2 separate regions of the Mus musculus genome follow, and region 2 is linked to region 1. A link is a contact called in public promoter capture Hi-C data. All regions are on one chromosome and are shown on one strand. The core of a region is the stretch at or near the end of the contact, and the rest is flanking DNA. Distances in the headings are between cores, read along the strand shown. Region 1 has its middle 19 kb from the start of Gm14340. Region 2 overlaps Kcnq2 (potassium voltage-gated channel, subfamily Q, member 2).

What was found. Promoter capture Hi-C pulls out the DNA fragments that hold promoters and counts their contacts.
Region 2: a contact with region 1 is called in a promoter capture Hi-C map of hippocampal neurons, with 4 times the contacts expected there. The contact joins two enhancer-like sites. A contact is called at or near these places in 7 of 39 promoter capture datasets (the HPC-7 cell line, embryonic stem cells, hippocampal neurons and 2 more).

The regions. Positions count from the first base shown.
Region 1 is chr2:180,802,717-180,809,885 of GRCm38.p6, forward strand. No RefSeq gene overlaps it. Among named protein-coding and RNA genes, the nearest start is that of Gm14340, 19 kb to the right of the region's middle. Within about 2 kb of position 3,440, at least 21 of the 459 cell types and tissues checked have an H3K27ac peak or open chromatin away from gene starts, as enhancers often do. A contact at or near this core is called in hippocampal neurons, where this site is marked.
Region 2 is chr2:181,125,028-181,132,196 of GRCm38.p6, forward strand. The region is part of intron 1 of Kcnq2 (potassium voltage-gated channel, subfamily Q, member 2); the gene reads right to left. Among named protein-coding and RNA genes, the nearest start is that of Kcnq2, 6.7 kb to the right of the region's middle. Within about 2 kb of position 4,069, at least 12 of the 459 cell types and tissues checked have an H3K27ac peak or open chromatin away from gene starts, as enhancers often do. A contact at or near this core is called in hippocampal neurons, where this site is marked.

The DNA of each region.
Region 1 (7,169 bases), core at 2,190-4,689:
CTTTTGGACTCCCAGGCTGGACATGTGCCCTCTCTCTCACTGAGTCACAGACTAGCAGAGGGGAGGTGCATTTCTAAATCAAAACTGCCAGACATAGCCCAAGAATTTAGCTTTGTTGGCAAGTCAAGCATGAGAGAGCCCTCAGGAGCCAGTTTGGTCTCTTCTATATCTGTTTTCAGGAAGGCGAGGGAGCAACACCCTGGAAGGATGTGGAAAGGGGGCAGGACTACTTGGGGCTCCTGCCTGGAGGCAGCTGTGGGCTACCGTATCCCATCTCAGGGGCCCTGTGACCCTTGCAGTATGAAGGAGGGCATGAGCCCAGGCTGGGTGTGCCTTTGAGCAGGTTGGGGCCACTAGGCATTTCCTGCAGAATCTCCACCTTGGGTGCTGCGTTCTAGAACTGCCTTCTCTCCTCCCTGAAGGTGACAGGGTTTCTCAGGTAGAAAGTTGATGTGAACTCCCAGGCATCCTCTGTGCTGGGAGGAGATTCCCATTTTGTCTTCTGTATGTTCATTGCACCATCTTTCTCCTTGATGGAGGCTCCACTGAGCCCTTTGGAGGTGCAGGTCTTCTGACTCCTCTATCATGCTGTGTAGACAAGGGCACCCATCTCATGGCTGTATTCCATTCTGCCTGGATCATCTCATGGTTGCTCAACCTTCCTTTTCTGTCTCTCTTCCCCCCTCCCTTCCCTTTTCTTTGTTTCTTTCTTTCTTTCTTTTTTTTTTGATTCTTTGTTTCTTTCTTCAATTCTTTGTTTCTTTGTTTATTCCTTTGTTTCTTTTTTCTGTTTCTTTGTTTCTTTCTTTTGTTCAAGCATGGGTCTCACTATGTAGTCCCGGCTACCTTCAAACTTATTATGTAGAACAGGCTTGCTTCAAACTCATAGAAATCTGTCTCCTGAGCCCCCTGGGGTTGAAAGTGTGTTCCATCATGCCCAACTCCTATGCCTTTTTTTGGCCTTGATCTTGTCTCCATCTTGGACCAATTGACTGTTCAACTGCCTGAGAGTTCCACAAGCACTTGTCCCTTGAGTCTCCATGGCATTGATAGACTGTGCTCCATGTAGAGCCTTGCCAAGTTATAGACGTTAACTTCAGGAAGGGCAGAGAGGGCAGCTTCCTGAGAATTGTGTGGCTGTCTCTGGCAGCCCATGGGGCTCTGAGCTGCCTAAGGCTTCAGGAGGCAATTTAATTATAAATGTTTCCCTAAATGTCAGCTCCACCACAAGCTTGACAGACAGACACTAAGGCTTTTGATATTCCATATTCAACTGGTGCTGTGGGTAGGTAGAATGATGCCTGAGAGGTACCTGAAGGGAAATGGGTCTGAATTCCAGATGAGATCATGATCAGGCTGCCCTCGGAACCCTGCAGGCACTCCAAGACGTTTCCCCTTCATGGCTTATGGCATTTGACTCTTACACAGGAAGTGGTGCCTCCAGGGGCTCAGGCAGGGTGGGCAGGGCTACTACCTTCTGCCAATGGGTTTATTTCTTTGTCACAAACATTGACACACACTAGGAAGTGTCACCAAGTTCAGGAACAGGCAGCAATGAGGGTCAGTGTTCCAGACAGGCCTTTGCAGAGTAAGGAACAAGAGATGAGAGACACAGAGCCCAGAGCATGGAAGGCCCTGAGAGAAGCAGGGATAAGTGGAGTAGAGACCAAAGTGGCCGTGGCTTCATTTCCATCCTCCTACAGTATGGTTGCTTCTCTTCATGGAGCTAGTGTCTGTAGTCCTAAGGTACAAAATGTGTGTGTTCTGGTGGTCCCTCATAAGGCATTGCCTTCTGATGTCTAGAAACATTTGAGGAGGCCCATAGCAGTACCTAGCACCAGGGTCCAGGAGCGGAGCTGGTGTGGGGTCCCCTAAGTGCTAGCTCTGTTCTGCCCTCTGTAAAGGTAGCACTCATCTCATTGATTTTTCTTTGGCTCTTAAAACTCTCAGATGGCTCCATCTCCTGCTGCTCTTTGTAGGGCTGAAACTATGCATCTGATTCCATTTTTGTACCCTGCTGTGGCTGGAGTAGAGGGAAGAGATTGAGTGAGGATAGATATGCAGTCCTGCTGGGACATTCCTTCAGCTAGGATAAATGGCCTAGGGAAACCAGTCCAAGCATCATGGGCCACCTACAGCAACCACACCCCCTCTAAGCACTGTCTCCTCCCCAGCCTGAGTCCCATCAGGCAGGTCCTCCCTAGTGTATGCTTTGTCCAGCATCGTTGAAAGGGTGATCTATTTTGTTTGTGAAAAGCTGATTATCATAGATAAATAAATCTAATTAGTCTCATTTGCTGACACACAAGCCTTTAATTGAGAGCGGAATAATTTGCATATGCAAATGACACAGCTAGGCACCCCCTCCCCACACTCCAGACTTAACCTGATTCCTCCAGAGACAAATAATTCTGTTTCGGGAGAGAATATGATGTATTAATTCACACGCAAACAGCTTCATTTAGAATCAGTGGCTGTGTTTGTTTACATGAAGTGATGGCTGGTGTAAGCTTGTTGAAGAAACAAATGACTCTAAGGGAAATCTCCGTGAGCTTCCCACTGTGGGGTGGTCCCTGAATTAGGGGCTTTTTTAGTCCTCAGGGTGGCAGCTACCAGCACAGAGTCATGGTCATGGTCTCACTTTGCTGGAAGCTCTGGCCCCCTGGTAGACCAGGTGAGTACCAACAGGCCCTGTCTCTCTGGTGTTTGTTCCCTGCCCATATCCTGGTGGCAACTGATGGGGCAGGTACAGCCACTGCCTGGCAAGTTGGTGGTCATTGATGGCTTACAATGAGGCTCCACATGTGGCTAGTGTTTTCCCTAAGGTTGTGAGCAGCAGATCGTGGAGTTTGCCAGCAGTGGCTGGTCCTTGGAAGTTGAATGCTCAGTTCTGGGGAAGGCTGAGCCACTGGGCCCCAACTATTGACTTCATACAGCTTGTGGCCAGGGTCAGCTGCCTCTCCTTCTTTAACGGCCTCCTGCACCAGCAACTCGAGACAAGCCTGAGGTGTTGGGCCCCATGGAGGAGCCCCCTACCCCTGCTCTTGGTTAAACCCACAGATTCCAGGAACACAAGTGACAGAGGTACCCTCCATGTCTTGTTTATAGGGCTATGGCCTGCAAGAGTACTTTGGGGGCCTTGGCTAGTGATGTGAGAATAAAGACCTACATCTCTAGCAGGGCCAGTGTCTAAGTGCTAGGTGCCCGTCGTCCCTGGGCAGTGGGTGGCATAGCCTTTTGTGTGTGTTTTCTCCTTCCCTAGGCCTGGGGGTGGGGGTGGGGGTGTGGTCACATGGGCTGTTCTAAGGAGGCCTAGTGTGAGGAATTTGGCTCCTGTGGAAGAAGGATGATGGCATTCCCTGCCTACTTGAGGGCCCTTCAGGCTGTCTGTCACCCTAGCAACTGACTCATGAAGCAAGGGATCTGATGCTGCCCTAGATGGGTTCTGTGGTCCCCTCCCTTTCCTTTCTGGGCTAGGCTAGTCAGCAGAGGGCAGCAGTGGGCCAGATGCTGGCTTTGAGGAAGGGATTTGTGAGCCTGGAGAGAAGTTATGCCCTAAATTTTGGGGTCTTTGTGTGTTCCCCAAAGCCCTGTAAGGAATGATCACAGGTGGGTGATCGCCATTAACTGTTGTGCTTACATGGATGAGAAAGATCATCACCATAACAGCAGTGGGCCTGGCACATGGGAGGGTCCTACCTTTGGCTGGTAGAGAGCTCATTACTAGCCCCAGTCTCTGAAGACAAGGTCTCTGTCCATCCTTGGCCTCAGATCATGATGAGCCCAAAATGGAATCAGCCGTTAGGATTCCCAGTTCTCACTCTCTCCTTTATCTACTGGCTCAGTGATTCATTCATTCACTAATTTGTTCACATACTCATTTGTACACTGGTTCATCCACACAATCATTCATTCATTCAACACACACCAGCAGGGACGTGTATCTTTCTGACCCCTTGAAGGAAGTATTGGTGGTTTTTAAAACCAGGATTCCAGCTCTGCACCTGCCCAAGCCATCTTGCAAGGCTATAGCTACAATGTTACAAGGCTATAGCTACAATGTTTCCTTTGACTTCAGTCTCTGGCTCATTTATTCTCTGAAGTTTTTTTCCTGTGCCTTGTGTTTGACCTCCATCATTACCGGAAGAGAAAACATCCCATAGCGTTGTCCAGCTCAAGGACGTCATTGGTTACCCACACTAAGCATGTTCTCATGAGGATGCCAATGGCTCTAACATTCTGACTATGCTTGACATCATGATTGGGACAGAGTTCTTGTACAGCTTATCAGGACCTGGAAGCTACCTGAAATATGGGCTTGGACCCAACCCTTGTCTGTGTCCCAGCCCTCATGGACCTTTGGGAGTGAGGACAGAGTGCTGTGTGCACACATATGCATGCATGTCTATGCTGTGTGCACATACTCTGTGCATATCCTTATACACATTGGCAGGGCCTGGTCCTGGGGTCCCTAGTGTGGGAGGCCAGACTGTTAGAATTGAGCCACAGAAACCAGGCTGTGGCCAGCTTAGTGACCTGTCTACATCCTCAGCCTCCCTTGTTTTCCACAAGAAATTCAGTAGACCACACCCCATGTCAGGACCACCACTGGTGGTGGTACCCTCTCCATTGTAACTGAAAATGGAACCGATAGGCTCGTCCACACCTTGGTGTTGAAGCTAGGTATGCATCTACAAGGTTTTAGAGAGCAGGAGGGCATTCATGTGCCTACTGTGCTCAACTCCTTTCCTCTTAGGCAGAAACTGTTTTAGGGAGGGTGTGGAGCCAGACCAAAGTGATTCAGTTGTTCAGACGGAGGTATGCTTCCCTCCTCCAGGACAGACACAGTCTTGAGTACGGATGCAACAAGTGTGTGCACCTGGGGTGTGGTGAGCAAGAAGGACACACTCAGTATAACTAAAGTTATATTTTATGCTGAGGGTCATCACACAATGTTCACACTCTGAATTCCTAACTGTGGTTCTTCCCAAGGCTGCTTTCCTCTTAGCTGAAGGTCAGGTCCAGTCTCTAACAGTAGTTCCTGATTTGAGGGTCAAGATCCTGGGAGAGACTCTTCAGCCACAGGGCAGATCAAGGTGGCATCTCTCCAAATGTGCAGAACAGAGCATTGCTTTTGGTCTCTCTTATATAATGTCCAGTGGGCAACATGGGGTTCTAGGACTGTGTCTGGTTACCTTGAATAATCAACACCACTGGGTTCAGGTTATCAGGTGCAGCCTTGGATATACTGGGGTTCCTGACAAAGCTATTTTTATATGTCTAAAAGGCATTAAAAAAAAACAAGGCAAACTTTTGCAGCTTATGGAAACACTGTCCTGGTCTTTCTTTCTGGGTGGGTTCTGCTCCAATGAGGATATTCTTGATATTAGTGGCCCCTACTTTCATCTGGTTCCCGGAAAAAGACTTTAAGAATGTGTTACTGGAGCCAGGCTGTGATCAAACATGCTTTTAATCCCAGCACTTGGGAAGCAGGGGCAGGTGGATCTCTGAGTTCAAGGGCAGTCTGGTCTACAGCATGAGGTCCAGGACATCCAGGGCTATACATAGATAGATAGATAGATAGATAGATAGATAGATAGATAGATAGATAGATAGATAGATAGATAGACAGACAGACAAATAGATAGATAGATAGATAGATAGATAGATAGATAGATAGACAGACAGACAAATAGATAGATAGATAGATAGATAGATAGATAGATAGATAGATAGATAGATAGATAGATAGATAGATAGGTGTTGAGATCACAGGCAGCCTGATGTCATTCCTTCAGAGCCTTTGTACTGCTTGATCATCATCAAGCTGGCCTAGGTTTTCCTGCTATATCTCCCGCTTTCCTCTGCTGATGTGGGTATTGACTTTAAAGGCTCACCTGATGGAGCTAGGGCTAGCTCATTTGGTTAGGGAAAATGGGGCCATGTCTGTGGGTGGCATGCTGTGAAGGTGTGTGTGTGGGCCAATGACATCAGGTCTGACTGTATGATCTCTTCAGCATGCCAATGAACACCCCATGAATGTTCTAGAGGTAGTCCAGCTCTTAAGCTCCAATTAATTCTTGCATCGTTAAGGGGCTTTGATCCTCGAAAGCTTGATGAGATCATCTGAGCTCACAGTGGAAAGAAGCATGGCAGGGGCTTCTTCCGGATGGCATTTGTGAAGTGTAGGAAGGTCATAGCTTTTGATAGCTTGGGACAGAGGTGATTTAAAAGACCAGTTGGGATCTTAAGTTGGGAAGCTGAGTCCACCACAGTCAGTGGACAGCCAGTGACCTTCTTCTCTCAGACTCCTCAGGGGAGCCACTGAGCACATTCACAAAGGATGAATTATTGCTTTCCAAGTGACTCGTGGCTTACACTTGTTTGGAGAGATGGATGGATGGATGGATGGATGGACAGACGGACAGACAGTCACAATCTGTTCACTCTTCCCCTTCCCTGGGCCACTGGAGAAATAATCTGGAGTCCCCTTGTTCTGTTTTCAGGTCCCAACCATGTAGCAGCACAGATAACCAAGTCAGGTGGGGTACATCACACCGTGTGGGTTCTTGCCCCTCCTCCACTTCCTGCTTCAGGGCTCTGGGGGAAAGTGGGGTCTGAGCTGCTTGTAAAATTTCCTGGAGCAGGTGAATGCATCAGCCCAGGGTGAGATCATGTATGGTGGTGAGGGGCACTTTGGCCTGAGACATAGCCCAGTCTGGCCAGGCAGTCATGCCTCATGACAGGCTACTCTGCCCTCTGTGGTCCTTTGCAGACAGCCTGGCAGAGGTGCCTACAGTAGGTTGGGGGCCTTTGTGAAGAGGAAATGAGCAGCATCTGGACGGTAACTGAGGGTCCAGGGGGTTGCCGGAAGCTCTGGGATTCCTAGAACCACCCTAGCTCAGTGCTGCCGGGTTCATTCGTAGGATGATCCAAATGGTACGCACGCCTCCAGACTCCTGCTTTCCCAAACTGAGACTGTCTCCCAACCCTCAAATCTGCAGTCAGACACTGGAATCCACCACTCTACACTGGCTTTATGAATCTGACCACTCTGGGGGCCTCCCACGTAGGACTCAGACTGCACTTATCCTCCTGTGGCTGGCTTACCTCACTCAGCATAATGATCTCGGGTTTATGCCGATTGCAGCGGGTCTCAGAACTCCCTT
Region 2 (7,169 bases), core at 2,819-5,318, 320 kb after region 1:
ACCTCCAACACAGATATTCCTGGACTTAACCTGGCCTCCTCCCCCTATAGGCCCCACCTTGCAGCTTTGAAAGCTAATATATAGGAGCCCTAGTGAAAGAAACACTTCCAAAAAAAAGGAGAGAAAAGAAAAGACAAGACAAAACACTTCTCCCTGACTGCTGGGATGAAAGCTCACCATGGAACCTCTCTCCTCCTGAGTATGAATCTCCATTTTCTTTCATGGCTCAGGAGGCCCATCAGGTGCTCAGAGTACCCCCAACAATGGATCTCCTGACAGAGTAGCTCACACAGGCCTCCCCACCCACTATCCCACATTTGATGGACAGGCATGCCCATGCCTCCTGCCCAAGCTGTGCTCCTGAGCTGGCCCCAAAGCTCACAGCGTTAATTCCTGATCATTTCTAAATACTCTCTCCCAGCCGTGTACAGCCAATGATGGAAAGCTCACCCCTCAAACAGGACCTTTTCCTGATATGAGCCTCTCTTGGGCTACCCTTGCTACTCACCAGCTTTCCTAATGATCTGGATGAACATAACACGAGACAAGGCCACAATCAGAAGTACATCCTACAGAAATGGCCCTCCTGAACAGGACATTCCTGTGAACAGAGGTATGTGTGGACATACAGGCATACAGGATACTGACTCAGACAATATCCTAAACTGAGTGTTCCCATGTGAACTAGATGGAGTTCCAATGGTCCATAGGAGAAGACACATCGCAGAACAGCTGATCTGTAAGAAAATCCCACAGAGCTATGGAAATCAGCAGGAGGCACAAACACACCTCTTGTTTTCCAGCGTTTCCTCAACTTCCTGCACTGGGCATGTAATAAAAAGAAACACTACCCATAACCAAGTGCTTCTGTAAGAGACAAAGCAAGCTGGTCACACCAGAGCCTGCAGAGCTGTCTGCCCACGCAATTTCCTTCTGCATGCTAGAATTCAGCACTTGGGTAATTTAACAAGGTGTCATGGAGCACCATCATGGAGAAGGGTTTGTTTGTTTGTTTGTTTGTTTTTCCATGCTGACCCAAGAAGAAGGAAACCTACCTGTGTCTTTGTCCTACAATCCCTAGAACCCTCTAGAAATAACTCCCCAAGCGCTTGCCCCTTCCAAGGCTAACAAAGGTAACCCAAGCCTCATCTTGTGAGAAGGCAGGGGCAACAATCACACCGTGCAGCTTTTCCGCTGCTCACAAGGAAATACCGCTGTGCACTTGAGTCCAGGACCATGGTCAGCACCACAGAGGCACCCCCACCTTCTCTTGTCCCTTCCCAATTCCAGGAATACAGAAACTCCTACCTCCTCCTCCCCAAGAATAGTAGGCCTTCTTCTCTGCTGGCCACCTGAATAGGAGGGGTGGCAGGCATGGTCCCAGACCCTTGCTCTACAGGCTTTCTCCCTCCAGAGGCTTTCTACAAATGTAATGAACAGCAAGCAGTGATATCTGTGTATCTAGCCTGAGGAGAAATAGTGTTCTGGATGAGGACATTTTTTTGCAGTCGTCAAAAAGCTTCTTGCAATATCTTCTACAGCTCAGAGGTGTGTGCTAAGAAATCTGGGAACCTCACAGCAGCAATGCTAGCAGTGGTCAGATCTCAGATATGTCCTTCATTTCCATCAGCAAGGAACACTTCTCACCCATTAGGACGTGCTCCCGGCAGTGGGCCTGAAAGTGGGGCCTGGGCATCTCCCCGACACCCAGCAGTGAAAAACATCAGAACTGGCAAGGTGCAGGTTGCAAGTGTATGGCCATTATAGATTCCATGGTGGTCTACAATGCACCCCAGGAATGTGCATAAATAACATCTCAAGGAGAGAGAAGCCAGGAGACACAGCTGACTAGAGAGAAGAAGGCCAGCGTGGGGAGTCACTTGTCTTTGGAGGGTGAGAACTGGTAGGTTGTCCATGCCCTGGTGGATAACCCCACACCCATGTGTTAAAGGCCATACTAATTGGATTCAGTGTATTCTAAAAAATAAAAATAAAAAAGCCAGGTGTGGTGGTGCCCACCACTGGGGAGGTACAGGCAGGCAGATTTCTATGAGTTTGAGACCAACCTGGTATACATATCAAGGTCTAGGCAAGCCAGGGTTACGTGGTAAGACCTTTTCATAAAATAAGGTAAAAATAAATCTAAAAATTGAAGACAAAATAAAAAGAGATGACATGAAATAGAGAAGACAGTTGAGGAGGGAAACAGGGGGAATAGGGATGGATATGACCAAGACACCTGGTATCTACGTATAAAATTTTCAGAAAATAAACAGACAAAAATGAATGGAGCATCCAAATAGTCTCCCATCGACCCTGGTGCTCCAGACACCCTTGATGTGCCTCTTCCAGGTATCGCTCACCACCACTACATCCGGCTCAGAGCCCCCCACACTCACGGCACCTTCCATCAACACAGCTTCTTCTGCACAGGCTTCCCAAAAATGTTTCATTTCTACCTTGCTTCCCAAACCTGGGGCCCCTGAAGAAGTTGTCCCCTCCCTCGTACTCCCCAGCCAGTGTCTTTCCAAGTCAACACAGAAAAGTAGCGCCAGCCCTACAAAGTCCCCAGTACAGGACAAAGCCAGTGGCTCTTGGATGGAAGGGGCCAGAGACCAGGCAGAACCTGGAGCAAAGACAGCCCCTCCACTTAGGGGAAAGGAGAGATCTCAGGGGGTGCCATCTCGAGTAGAGCTTGCAGATACCACCCCAAGTGGTACTGTGGAGGTTGCTGACACCAAAGAGATCATTAAGGAATCTATGCTGTTTTCAAGCAACCCCCACTAGAACATTCTAGAATAACAGCCCAGCTGGGCGTTCACAAAATTATTCCCAATATCAGAAAAGAAATGTAAGACCTAATTCTGTCCCAGCTAGACTCCCAGCTGAGCCCAAAGACAACCGAGGGTGTGTCTGGAACACAGCCTGCCTCCTTTTTTCATGCAGAGAAGCCACTGTCCCAGAATCCTCTTTTCCTCTACAAAGGCTCTGATGGCCCCAGCAGCCACTCCCTTTAGCTCACGGTAGATTGACAGGGATGGATGATCAGGGAACATTCTGAGAGCTTCCCTTTGGTGGGTCTCTATTCCCAGACCAAGACCACCTGCTCTGCAGGAATGAATGGGGGCAGCCTGTTATATAGCTCAAGAGCTCAAATCCTTCTCAGAGTGTCCCTCTGGAGTCTCGCCCACTAGGTCCCTTGCCTTGGGTAGTTCCAGGAATGAATGAGAGAATGAAATTGGGACTGGGAGACAGCTCAGCTGGGAGACAGCTCAGTTGGTAAAGTCCTTGACACACATGAGGACCTGAGTTTGATCCCTGGTACTTGTACTTAAAAAGCCAGGCATGACGTACACTTTTGTTATCCCAGCGCTGAGGAGGCAACCTAGTGAAATTCAAGGGAGAGACCTTGTCTCAAAAAGCAAGATGGATATAGCTCCTGATTGACAACAAATAAGGTTGACCTTTGGCCTCTATACACATGAACTCATAAACCTGCACACATACAATAAAAAAGAGAGCATGCAGATGCCGGGAGGACTCCTGTTGCCCTCTGTCCTGCACAAGGCAGTAATCCTGAGCAGATTTCCACACTAGACAGTTGTTTGAAAGACCTAGCCCTGGACGCATTGACACGAAGTGCAGCATCTGCACACAGCTTATGGGACACACCTGGGGTTCTGAGAACTATAAAAAAAAAATGTCAGCAAGAAAGCAGAAATAGGAGCTCACTTCGTATAGAGACTCCAGTGGGAGGCCTAGCTATACAGGCTGGGCAGGCACATGGCAACTATGAGTCACTGTCAAACTGATCTTTGGGGACAATCACAGGTCGACTCACCACCACTACCACCACCACCACCACCACCACCACCACCACTACAACCACCACCACCACCACTACCACCACCACCACCCCACCACCACCACCACCACCCCACCACACCACCACCCTGCATTTCATCTCAGATCAGATAAACTGCTTCTGCTGTTGTTGGCAGTTAGACAGGTGCTACTGGGTTTCCTCCTCCAAATGACGACTTGGTGCCTGGTGCGTCACTGTGAGTGAGGCGCTGTTTGAAGAAGCTCCTGGAGCTGTCAGCAAATTGTTGTCTGAAAGCAAAGCCCAGTTCCAGCCATGAAAGGGAAAGGGCCATGCTTGGCAGGCATCCACACACAGAGGACAGTGCTCACTGTGAAGGGGGCTCAGCCAAGCCAACTAACTCATCCCCGTCTGGGTAGAAACCAGATGTCTACAGGGCTTGCTCAGCAGTTCCCCTGCAGCCTGGGGGACTTACTGGTAAACACCTGCACACTATATTTTTCCATCCAGAATCATTCCTCTCCTCAACACCCAACCTTTAGGGTGCTGTCACGCATGCTACTCAGTTCCACGGAGGAAGACATCTTAAACTGCCAATCAACACAAAATCTCATGGTTCTAGGAAAACGGCTGGCACTCTTGAAGCTGGCCCACTGGCAAGCTTCTGATACTCATAACTCATGTCTAAACCTTCTAAACCTGTGTCTCCTGTTAAACGGTGGCCCAAATCATCTTGCCAAGATCAAGGTACAGACTGTACCCGAGGCTTTGTCCAAGGATTGGCTGATGAACCAGAGGTTAAGAGACACTGTTCACAGCTGGGCAGCCATAGTCCCAAGACTTTCACATCCCACTGGATAACGTCTTACTCTGCAAAACCTCAGGCATCACAAGCCAGTGAACATCAGCACTTACAAATCTTTGTGTCTAGTGACTCAAATCCACACCCAGCCAGGAACGTCACTCACATATTATGAACAAGGAAACTGGAGTCTGGAAACTAGTTCTGGAGATGATCAATGGAAGCAGGGCCATCCAGAGCCCTTAGTCCCAAACCCTGCCACCTTTCACCCCGGAGGGGGTAACAAGAGTTCCCTGCTAACCCCACCCCAGCAGCTATAGCACAAAGGTGCATACTTGGTGGGTGGAGGACACATAGGTAATTACATAGTAAAACAGTCTGCTTTTATTCAGCGTATTCAGTTTGGTTGGTTTTTGTTTGGTTGTTTGGTTGGTTTTATTTTTGCTTTTTTTTTTTTTTTTTTTTTTTTTTTTTTTTTTTTTTTTGAGACAGGGTTTCTCTGTGTAGCTCTGACAGTCCTGGAACTCACCCTGTAGACCAGGCTGGCCTCAAACTCATAAAGATCTGCCTGCTTCTACCTCCCAAGTGCTGGGAATAAAGGCACAGGCCACCAAGGCCCAGCTCAGCACTATTTGTAGTAAGAAATGGGGCACACACCAAGGTCCCTGAAAAGAAGCATTGCTCTTTATCAACTTTGCCTTACCAGGGAACAGCAGCTGCCAGATCAGAGCTCACTCTCCTCCCAAAATGGGGCCCACGTCAGCCTTTAAAGGATATGACCAGGATCGGGGCCAGGACCAACCCTTCCATCCAACAGCAGGGATGCACAGATGGTTCAGAGCACACGCCACATCCCTTCCCCGTCCTTTTATGTGTCAATTCAGGATGCATATGCTCAAATACAGCTGTTAGTACCCTCCACAGAGTACTCCAAGGAGCCCTTAGTCCTAGGGACTCATCTATTTCCCTAGATTCAACCTTACAGTGAGTAGTGGATTCACTGTTCACACTAGGTGGTGTGGTGGACCACGCCAGCCCCATTTTCTCACCCACAGGGAGTCAGAACACCTCACCCAGGACACCCTGTAATATCCAAGATCATGAATATTAACAAAATCCTGTATATTTTGCTCATAGAAAGACACTAAAGACCCTACCACTGGGCTCCAGCTGTATTATCAGACACTGTCACTGACTCCTCAGATTCACTCCAGAGTCAAGTCATTTCAGACATTCAGCATCTGGGTGCATTCCCAGGACCTAGTAGTCTCCATGTCAAAGTTCTCCAGGCTGGTGATATGCTGTGTGTCCTTCTAAGTCTCCATATAGATGGCTTTACATGTCCGACTCATGCTGGTATCCATAAAAATGAGATTTCTCTGCTCTCATCTGCAACCCTGCCCAGAATGCTCCCTGGCTAGTTGCTAATCCATCATTTCTTTACAGATGCAAGGATGCTTAAAGATTTACACATAACCAGAGCAAAGAGACTGCAATTATTCTTTCTCTCCAGTGCCCTTTAAGATATCAGTGAGGGTTAGAAACTGAGCAGGCCTGAGAAGGTGGGCAAACCCAGGCCCCATGAGAAACACAGGTTTCTCTGGAAACCACAACTCTCTGAGGTATTTCCATCTTTTGGGAAAATTCCATAAGATTCTCTGAATTCTCGATCAATGAGGCTACAGGAAGGCCTGCTACTTGAAAGAAGCTGGGCACACGACACCATTCAGTGATAGGGGTTCTTCTGATCACTGCCACACACCATAAGTCAGACCTGGGTACTCCGAGTGACCACCTCTCCTGTCTGCCTCAGATGAGGATCAGAACTACTCCTCAAATGACCCACCTACTCCAACTTCCATGGCCCTTGCCAGCCTCAGAGCTAAAAGCAGTTAAGGGGGATGAGAAGGACTTGCAAAGCAGCCTAGACACCATTCTTTTGGGGGAAGGAGGCCTATCTGGGTCCAAAGCACCCAAAGAGCCTTGAACAAGGACATGGTCCTGGATGCTACTTTTTCTGTGAAATGGGAGGTGACACCTGGCTTGACAGCCTATGGCAATGGTTCTGGGGCTCCTAAGGTCTCAACAGGAACACCTGTACATTGTGGACAGAGGGGCCTTGGTGATCGGCACAAAGAGCTGAGCTATGGGTAAACCCAGAACCCAAAGTACAGCCCCCCATGACTTGGTTTCCCATTTAGTTCTTTCAAATGCCATGCCTTCCTAGATGTCCACTGGCCTGGATGTTGAAGAGAACAAGCTGTCCACACTCTCAGCTTTCAGCTCTCAGGCAGGCCGCCTCCCAGCTTATACAGGAAGACCTTTTCAGCCTCAGCTTCCCCATCATGCTCCTCTGGCCACAGGCAGTAAGTCTAGCATGTGATAGGGGCATCATAACCCAGCAACCTCTCCCTAAGTCCCTGAGCTACTTGGAGCTCTCACTCAGCTCTCGAGCACATCATGATGAACATGAACATGCTCTAAGGCCCCCATAATACTCCCACCTCTGCCTAGATTTGTCTTCGCTGTGGTTCACCCTTTTCG